2 separate regions of the Mus musculus genome follow, and region 1 is linked to region 2. The links are chromatin contacts, called in public HiCAR-type maps. All regions are on one chromosome and are shown on one strand. The core of a region is the stretch at or near the end of the contact, and the rest is flanking DNA. Distances in the headings are between cores, read along the strand shown. Region 1 has its middle 3.9 kb from the start of Gm34759. Region 2 has its middle 55 kb from the start of Tars.

Region 1 (3,602 bases), core at 553-3,052, 630 kb before region 2:
ACAAAATAAAACAAAACAAAGCAAACCAACCAAACAAAAAAGAACAAGAACAAGAAGAACAAGAACAAGAAGGCGGCAGAGGCAGGAGGATGTCTTTAAGTCTGAAACCAGTCTGGACTACATAGAGAGTTCCAAGACACTGAGGAGTATAGAAAGACCTTGTCTCAAAAAACCCACCCCCCTCCCCTCAACAAATGGATACAGAAAGGTACATGATGACAATTTACTGGAGTTAGAAAAGATGACAGGTCAGACAAGTCAGAGATTTAAGTAGCTGAAGGAAGGAGACAAATGGGAAAAAGAAATTAAGTGTTTAGTTAAACCAGAGGCTCTCAGCCTTCCTGATGCTGTGACCCTTTAATACAGTTCCTCATGTTGTGGTGCCCCAAACTGTAAAATTATTTTTGTTACTTCTTCATAACTGTAATTTTACTCCTGTTATGAATCACAGTGTGAATATCTGCATTTTCCAATGGTCTTGAGTGACCCTAGTGAAAGAATTATTCGACCCCCCTAAAGGGGCGGCAACCCGCAGGTTGAGAACCACTAGTTTAATAGAGTGCAAGCAAGAAGATACACTAAAGAGGAAAGGGGACTATGACAGGAGAAAAAGAGCTCTCACACTAAGTAAAGGTTACAGATACAGAGGCAGTTACAGTACTCAGCAGATAGAGGCTCCTGCCACCAAATCTGGTGACAGGAATCCAGGCCCTACAACTCTCTTGTTGGAAGGAAAGAGTCTGGTTTTCCTCTGACCACTACCCAAGTGCTGTAGGGTGCGCGCGCGCGCACACACACACACACACACACACACACACACACACACACAAATGCATCCTACTGGATCTGTTTAATGTTTCCTGTATGTATGAATATTTAGGGTTGACCACTTAGAATTGGATAATCTGTCACGAGGCTTGTGTCTGGAGAAGGTGGCCATCCATTTCCTGTAAGATCTGTGACACCTCACCTCCCAAATCGTCTGAATACAGCCTGAGGAGGCTGTTCCTGCAAAGCTATCCCAGAGAAAAGTTCTGTGTGGATGTTGACTAGAAGAGACATGAAATACAAAACCAGAAAAACCTAAAAGTCTCCTATTGTACATTGTAGTTTACCTCCAGACCACCAGGGGGTGCATGGGTTTTGGTCAAAGACTTGGGCTGTGCTGGAGTAAGGTTGAGGGAATTTTTTCCAGGTCTGTGTAGGGCAGGTGAGGAAGTGGTTGTGCAGCCTCTTTCTATGAGCCATGGGAATTAACCCTTTGACTGGCAGAGTGGGATATGTCTTGTCTGATTTTGGATGCTGTCGGCGGCCACTGTTATTAAGACACCGTCAAGATAGAACATTAAGCAAATGTGCTTATTTTTGGTTACTGATGCCTTCGTTTGAGCAGGTTTCTGATGCTTTCTTCTGTGTTTCCTTTCAGGCCCCATCCCTGGTCCAGGGCAAAGCCTGCAAAAACGGAGTATGAGAAAGATTCACAAGTCATTCTCAACTTTGCCATCAGTGATGACCTCACAGAGAAGGCCAGATACCTTGGTGTACAGAAAGAATCACAAATGGCACCGAAATTCCTAGAAGCAAGGCTCCATCTTGCATTTGTTGCTTTTGTCTGTTCGGTTTTAAGGTTGAGAGCAGATGGCCTGGCTGCATCAGTAACAAATGAAGTCAGAGCTGACTAGGGAAAAGAGCTGCAGAGCCAAGAGGGGAGGGAAGCTGAGCTAATATCCCCCACCCTACATCTCTCTGGGGCACTATTACTGCAAATATAGCCTCCCTCCAGCCCCCACCGAGCCACCTGGAGGAGAGCATGTAAAAATAGAACTTTCTGGACTGCATCCCAGCGTGAACATCTGGACCTCCAGTCTTGCTCCGCTTGCATTTTGAACGGAGTTCCCACGTGATGTCTTATGGATAAACATGGCCTGTGGAAGGAGAGGTAAGCCTCCTGGGGTGTGTGGGAGGGGAGACCGCTGCTCAGGGTGATACTGTTGCATCAGGCTTCAAGCAACACATCCCAGGGAGGCTGCCCTGTGTAAAGCTAAGTGACCAGAATCCGGACCTGAGGGGCTAGGGAGGAGGTGTGAGATGTTCAAAGCTAGAGTGTGAGCAACATGAGGAGCCATCAGCAGGGTAAGTGGGCCACAAGTTCCATCTTGTGTTTTCTTTGATTGGTGGTTTAGTTCCAAGAGCTCTGGGGGTACTGGTTAGTTCATATTGCTATTCCTCCTATGGGCCTTCAGACCCCTTCAGCTCCCTGGGTATTTCTCTGGCTCCTTCATTGGGGACCTTGTTCTCCGTCCAATGGATGACTGTGAGCATCCACTTCTGTATTTGTCAGGCACTGGCAGAGCCTCACAGGAGACAGCTATATCAGGCTCCTGTCAGCAGGCTCTTGTTGGCATCTGCCTAGTGACTAGGTTTGGTGGTTGTTTATGGGGTGGATCCCCAAGTGGGGCAGTCTCTGGATGTGGCTCTAGCTGTATATGTAGCAGAGGATGGCCTAGTTGGTCATCAATGGGAGGAGAGGCCCTCGGTCCTGTGAAGGCTGTATGCCCCAGTATAGGGGAATGCCAGGACCAGGAATGGGAGTGGGTGGGTTGCAGAGCAGGGGGAGGGGATAGGGGGTTTCTGGAGGGGAAACTAGGAAAGGGGATAACATTTGAAATGTAAATAAAGAAAATATCTACTACTACTACTAATAGTAATAATAATAAAGAAGGGTAAGTGGGGCCTCTGCGAGGGAAGCTGAGCCATCCCTGCTCTGTGCCACAGAGAAACTCCCAGAAGCCCAAAGCAATGTTGAGCGATGCTGGTTGTATCAGCAAACGCCTGTGAATACCCCCTCTTGCTCCAGAATGTCTTTTATATTGCAGGCAAGCATCTTCCTTAATTTTTCCCTCCTAGCTCTTCCCCACCTTCAGCTTCACTTGAGTCAGATTTTGTTTTGTTTTTTTAATATTCTTTTCAAATGCCCGTGGGGAGGGGGAGGGAGAGATGAAGCTTCTATCGAGAGTTACAGGGATTTGTGTATTCTTTTTACAACGTTTTGACTTCTCTCACTCTGACAAATATTTTCATTTCACTTTGAGGCTAACCTGGTCTATCCAGCGAGTTCCAGGCCATTGAGAGAAGCAGCGGAGAGAACCTGGAGGAAAACTTAGCAGTGCATAGGCAACTGGAGTACAAAGGATGGAGACCTCTAGGTTGTTTGCACATCTGGAGCATGTGTTACATCCATACACGCTGTTACCTATGGGCGTGATGCTAGGCAGGGTAGCAGTGTTCCAGTCCTCCCCACTTCCCCCTGGCTTCTCTCAGATGCTCAGGCTCGATCTATGCGCCCCACCCTCCACTCCACTCCCCTGTCTCCCTTGCCTGCGCTCTACTTGTCGTAGTCTCTCAAGGACCCCGGTTGAAGAAGATTAATCTCCACACTTGTTCCCAAGGATTTTTGTGGCAGGAAAAGACAATGTGAACAACGGGCTATAGGTTCTGTTTTCGGGTTCTCCAGAGAAACAGAACCAATGGGCAGTGTGTGTGGGGGGTGTTTGTGACTGTTCGGAAAGAAAGAGAAATAGAGATAGAAAGGCAGAACCAAA
Region 2 (3,748 bases), core at 311-2,810:
GAAAACAAATTTCTTGCAGTGCTGCATGGGCATGAATAATTGTTTTTATATGTACAGATGTTCTGCGTGTATTATGTGTGTGCAGCAACTATGTGCCTGGGGCCCATGGAGGCCAGCACGGGGGCTTAAAGCCCCTGGAACTGAAGTTACAGCCAGTTATAAGTCACCATATAGGGGCTGGAAGTTGATTCTGGGTCATCTTGAAGAGTGACCAGTACACACATATACACATACATGTGGGTGCACACACACATACACACACACACACACACACACACACACACACACACACAGAGAGAGAGAGAGAGAGAGAGAGAGAGAGAGAGAGAGAGTAAAAGGATGGTGATTTAAGAACACCATCAATGCCTTAAGGCTCCAGGGCAGACCCACTGACTCAGAGTCTGTACTGTTGATATCAAAGTGTCTATGTTCCTAAAGTTGTACGACTAATTATAATACCTCACCACAGGGTTGGCACTATGGTATGTATGCCTGTAAACCCAGAACTTGGGAAGCTGAGACAGGACTCTTACAAGTTTAAGCCTTGCCTATGCTACATATGAAGACCCTGTTTCAAAAACAAACAAAAAAAAAAAAAGGAAAAAAAAAGATTTTAAAAAGTCACTTAAGAGCGTGTAAGGCAATCCATGGATATAAGTCTGCCTAGTCTTTGCTGTTTGTGAAAGAGCACTGAGGTCCACATTAAGCATTTGAGGGTGAAGCCAGTCTTTGACCACATGTTCTCCATATGACGTGAGCAAGTTCCTGTGGATCCTATGGGAGGTTTTGTTTCCTTACTTGTAAAGTTCACAGAACAATACACCTCCTCACTCACACTTTTATATGCGTTAAACCACCACTTAGCATGCCATGCCAGAGAGATTGGGCGGAAATACTTCAAATACTATCTGCTTAGAGTTTACCACCTCTGGAGCACGTTGTTTTCATCAGTCCTGTTAGCTAAATGAGGAAGGGAGGCCTAAGCCCACCAACGACCCTTGCAAGAAAATTACTAACATTAAGCTACTTAAATTTCTCTCTAATAACTCAATCGAGCAAGTGGGTAGGATGACATAAAGAAACTAAAATATGAACTTCTTCATTTTAAAATGAAAGATAATCTAGTCATGAGCGCTTGTGACACTCAGCCTACACATCACTGAAACAAACAAACAAACAAACAAAAAAAAAATTTAAGAAACCTGTCTGAAAAAAATAAAAAAGCATGAAGCTCTAAAAGCTGTCCCGTCATCACGTTAACACCATCTCGTCAGGGGAACACTAGCAAACGTGTGTGTTAGTGGAGCGGCTGTTGCAATAAATCCTTGGAGGACCGATCGAAAAGGGGGGAAAATTCCTCGAACATTTATGAAAATGTTTTTCTTGGTTTGGTAATAAATGTTTATAACACTGGGTGTTTGCCAGCGTGGCTTTCCTTATACAATAGCTTTGTGAACATTTTTAAACTATCACAGGAACCGGCGCTAGGAAGGAGCTGGGAGGATAAAATGAACAGTCAGTAATATTCTTTCAGAGGACTGGACTGCATGAACATTTCCAGATTTGATTGCTATGAGTCACAAATTCCAAAGGCCTAATCCTTCTCCCTATCACAGTACAGTTAGATTTCACCAGTCCCTGCGGAGAGATAGAGAACCAGCTCTTTGCAAACATTAGGAACAAAGCCATCTTATTAGTCTATTGGGACATGAAAACCAAGTTTGGTACCTGAGCAGAAAAAAAATAAAATAGGAAAGGGCTGTGTGCAAAGCTGCCATCCATGTACAGACACGAATGTGATAGCGATTCCAAAGGACGGCTTTGCAAAACAGGAAAATGCTCAACTATGATGATTCACATTTCCACCTAAGGTGGAATTTCTAAAGCAGACTGTTTCCAACAGACTTCGCAGTATAACAATTCTTTTGGCGGGTGCCAAGGGGAAAAAAGAGAGCCAATTGAAAGCACAAGTCTCCATGTGAACATGTGTCGTTGTTTCTAGACTTTGTTTTCCTCAAGAGAGGTTTAGGTGAAATTCTTTTTTAATTTCCTATGGAAAGGGCAACTTAAAGGGACTATCCAAGCCTCACACTCTGGAGAACTCGCAAAGAAAATTCTAAAGGAAAGATAAAGTTAAGAAGGAGCATGTCCACATGGACAGACCATATCCTCCAAACCTGAAGCATGCTCAGAACAAGAGGAGCAAATGTTCAAAGACCAGTCACACAGCTGGAGGCTGTATTGTGGTGGCTTTTACTAGACTGTAAACAGTGACGGTCTCAGAGCTTATCTCAAAACCTAGATCCAGAAATCTTGAGGATAGGGAAAGGGATTTGTGCTTATTTTGAAATGTCCAACACAATCTAACATTTTGAATCCTCCTTCTCTGGTTGTAATACTGTTCTGAGGGATGTGGAGTCTTGAGGGATCTAGCGGGTGCAGGCAGGGTATACTGATGTCAGTCTGTTTATGCTGCTTCCTGATCTGCTAAGATGTGAAGGGCTGCTCAACCTCACACTCCTGGCACCATGGACAGTTGCACCCAATGGCCCTTGTCCACTATGATAGACTGTGCCTCTCTGAAACCATTAGACAAAATAAAGCTCTGCCTTCTTTGATTCTGTCAGGTATTTTGGTGTTTGCTGGCACAACTTTCTTTATACAATGGCTTTGTGAACATATTTTTTAAACTAGTGGACAAACTGGTGCTAGGCAAGAGCTGGAACAACAAAATCGACATGTAGTAATGTTCTTACCAAGGACTGCATGACTACTTCCAGGTTTGATTGCTATGAGTCACAAATTCCAAAGGTTTCATCTTTTTCCCTACCACAGTGCAGTTAGATTTCACAAGTCCCTGCAGAGATAGAGATTTAATTCTTTTCAAACTTTGGAAATAATGAACACAGAAAACCAATCCCAGAGAAGTAGGGTGTGGTGATTTAAATAAAAATGCCCCCTCCCAATTAAGCTCATATATTTGATTACCTGGTCTCCAATTGGTGGGACAGTTTGGGAAGGATTAAGAGGTGTGGCCTTGTTGGTGTGTCACTGAGGCTTAAGGTTTCCAAAGCCTCTTGTCATACCCAGCATGCTCCTCTCCTCTTGCTTGCAGGTCAAAAAGTGATCTCCTGGCTCTTCTTCCCACCAAGCCTTTTGTTCCACTACTGTGTGCTATAAGCCAAAATTAAAACTATAAGCCAAATTAAACACATTCTTTTATAAGTTCCCTTGGGCATGATGGTTTATCACAGCAATAGATGATACATCTGTGTACTTCATGGACACATGTAAGTACTTTGTGGATGTGTGTGCAAAAGTCTAAAGATGAGATCAGAATGCCCATAAGAATACCAACAGTAAAATACATTCAGAGTGTCAGTTAGGAACAGAAATAGAAATGGAAATTCAGAGTTTAACATTTGCCTAGCTGATTTTTAGACTTGCTTTTGTCCAGTTTTTCCTCACTTTGCTCCCTCTGGAATAGTAACGAATAGTCGGTGCCACTGCACGTTGGAAGTATGTGATCTGCTTTTTTATTTTGATATTACAGGGGTGACAGTTAAGAGATTGCCTTGAGTCTCAGAAGAGACTTTGAATTCTGAGCATTTAAATAGTGTTGAGACTGTTATAGTTCATGGGGACTTTTGAAGTTGAACTGAATGCATTTTTGCATTATGATAGGGCTACAAGCCTATGGGAGCCAAGGACTGCAATGTGATTGTTTGAAAAAGAGCAGGCCCCATAG

What was found. HiCAR-type assays count read pairs that join an accessible place to other places.
Region 1: a HiCAR-type map of fibro-adipogenic progenitors shows a contact between it and region 2, with 4 times the contacts expected there. The contact joins two enhancer-like sites. A contact is called at or near these places in 3 of 115 datasets of contacts at active chromatin or transcription factors (embryonic stem cells and fibro-adipogenic progenitors).

What each region holds. Positions count from the first base shown.
Region 1 is chr15:12,082,616-12,086,217 of GRCm38.p6, reverse strand. No RefSeq gene overlaps it. Among named protein-coding and RNA genes, the nearest start is that of Gm34759, 3.9 kb to the right of the region's middle. Within about 2 kb of position 1,802, at least 32 of the 459 cell types and tissues checked have an H3K27ac peak or open chromatin away from gene starts, as enhancers often do. A contact at or near this core is called in fibro-adipogenic progenitors, where this site is marked.
Region 2 is chr15:11,453,258-11,457,005 of GRCm38.p6, reverse strand. No RefSeq gene overlaps it. Among named protein-coding and RNA genes, the nearest start is that of Tars, 55 kb to the right of the region's middle. Within about 2 kb of position 1,560, at least 40 of the 459 cell types and tissues checked have an H3K27ac peak or open chromatin away from gene starts, as enhancers often do. A contact at or near this core is called in fibro-adipogenic progenitors, where this site is marked.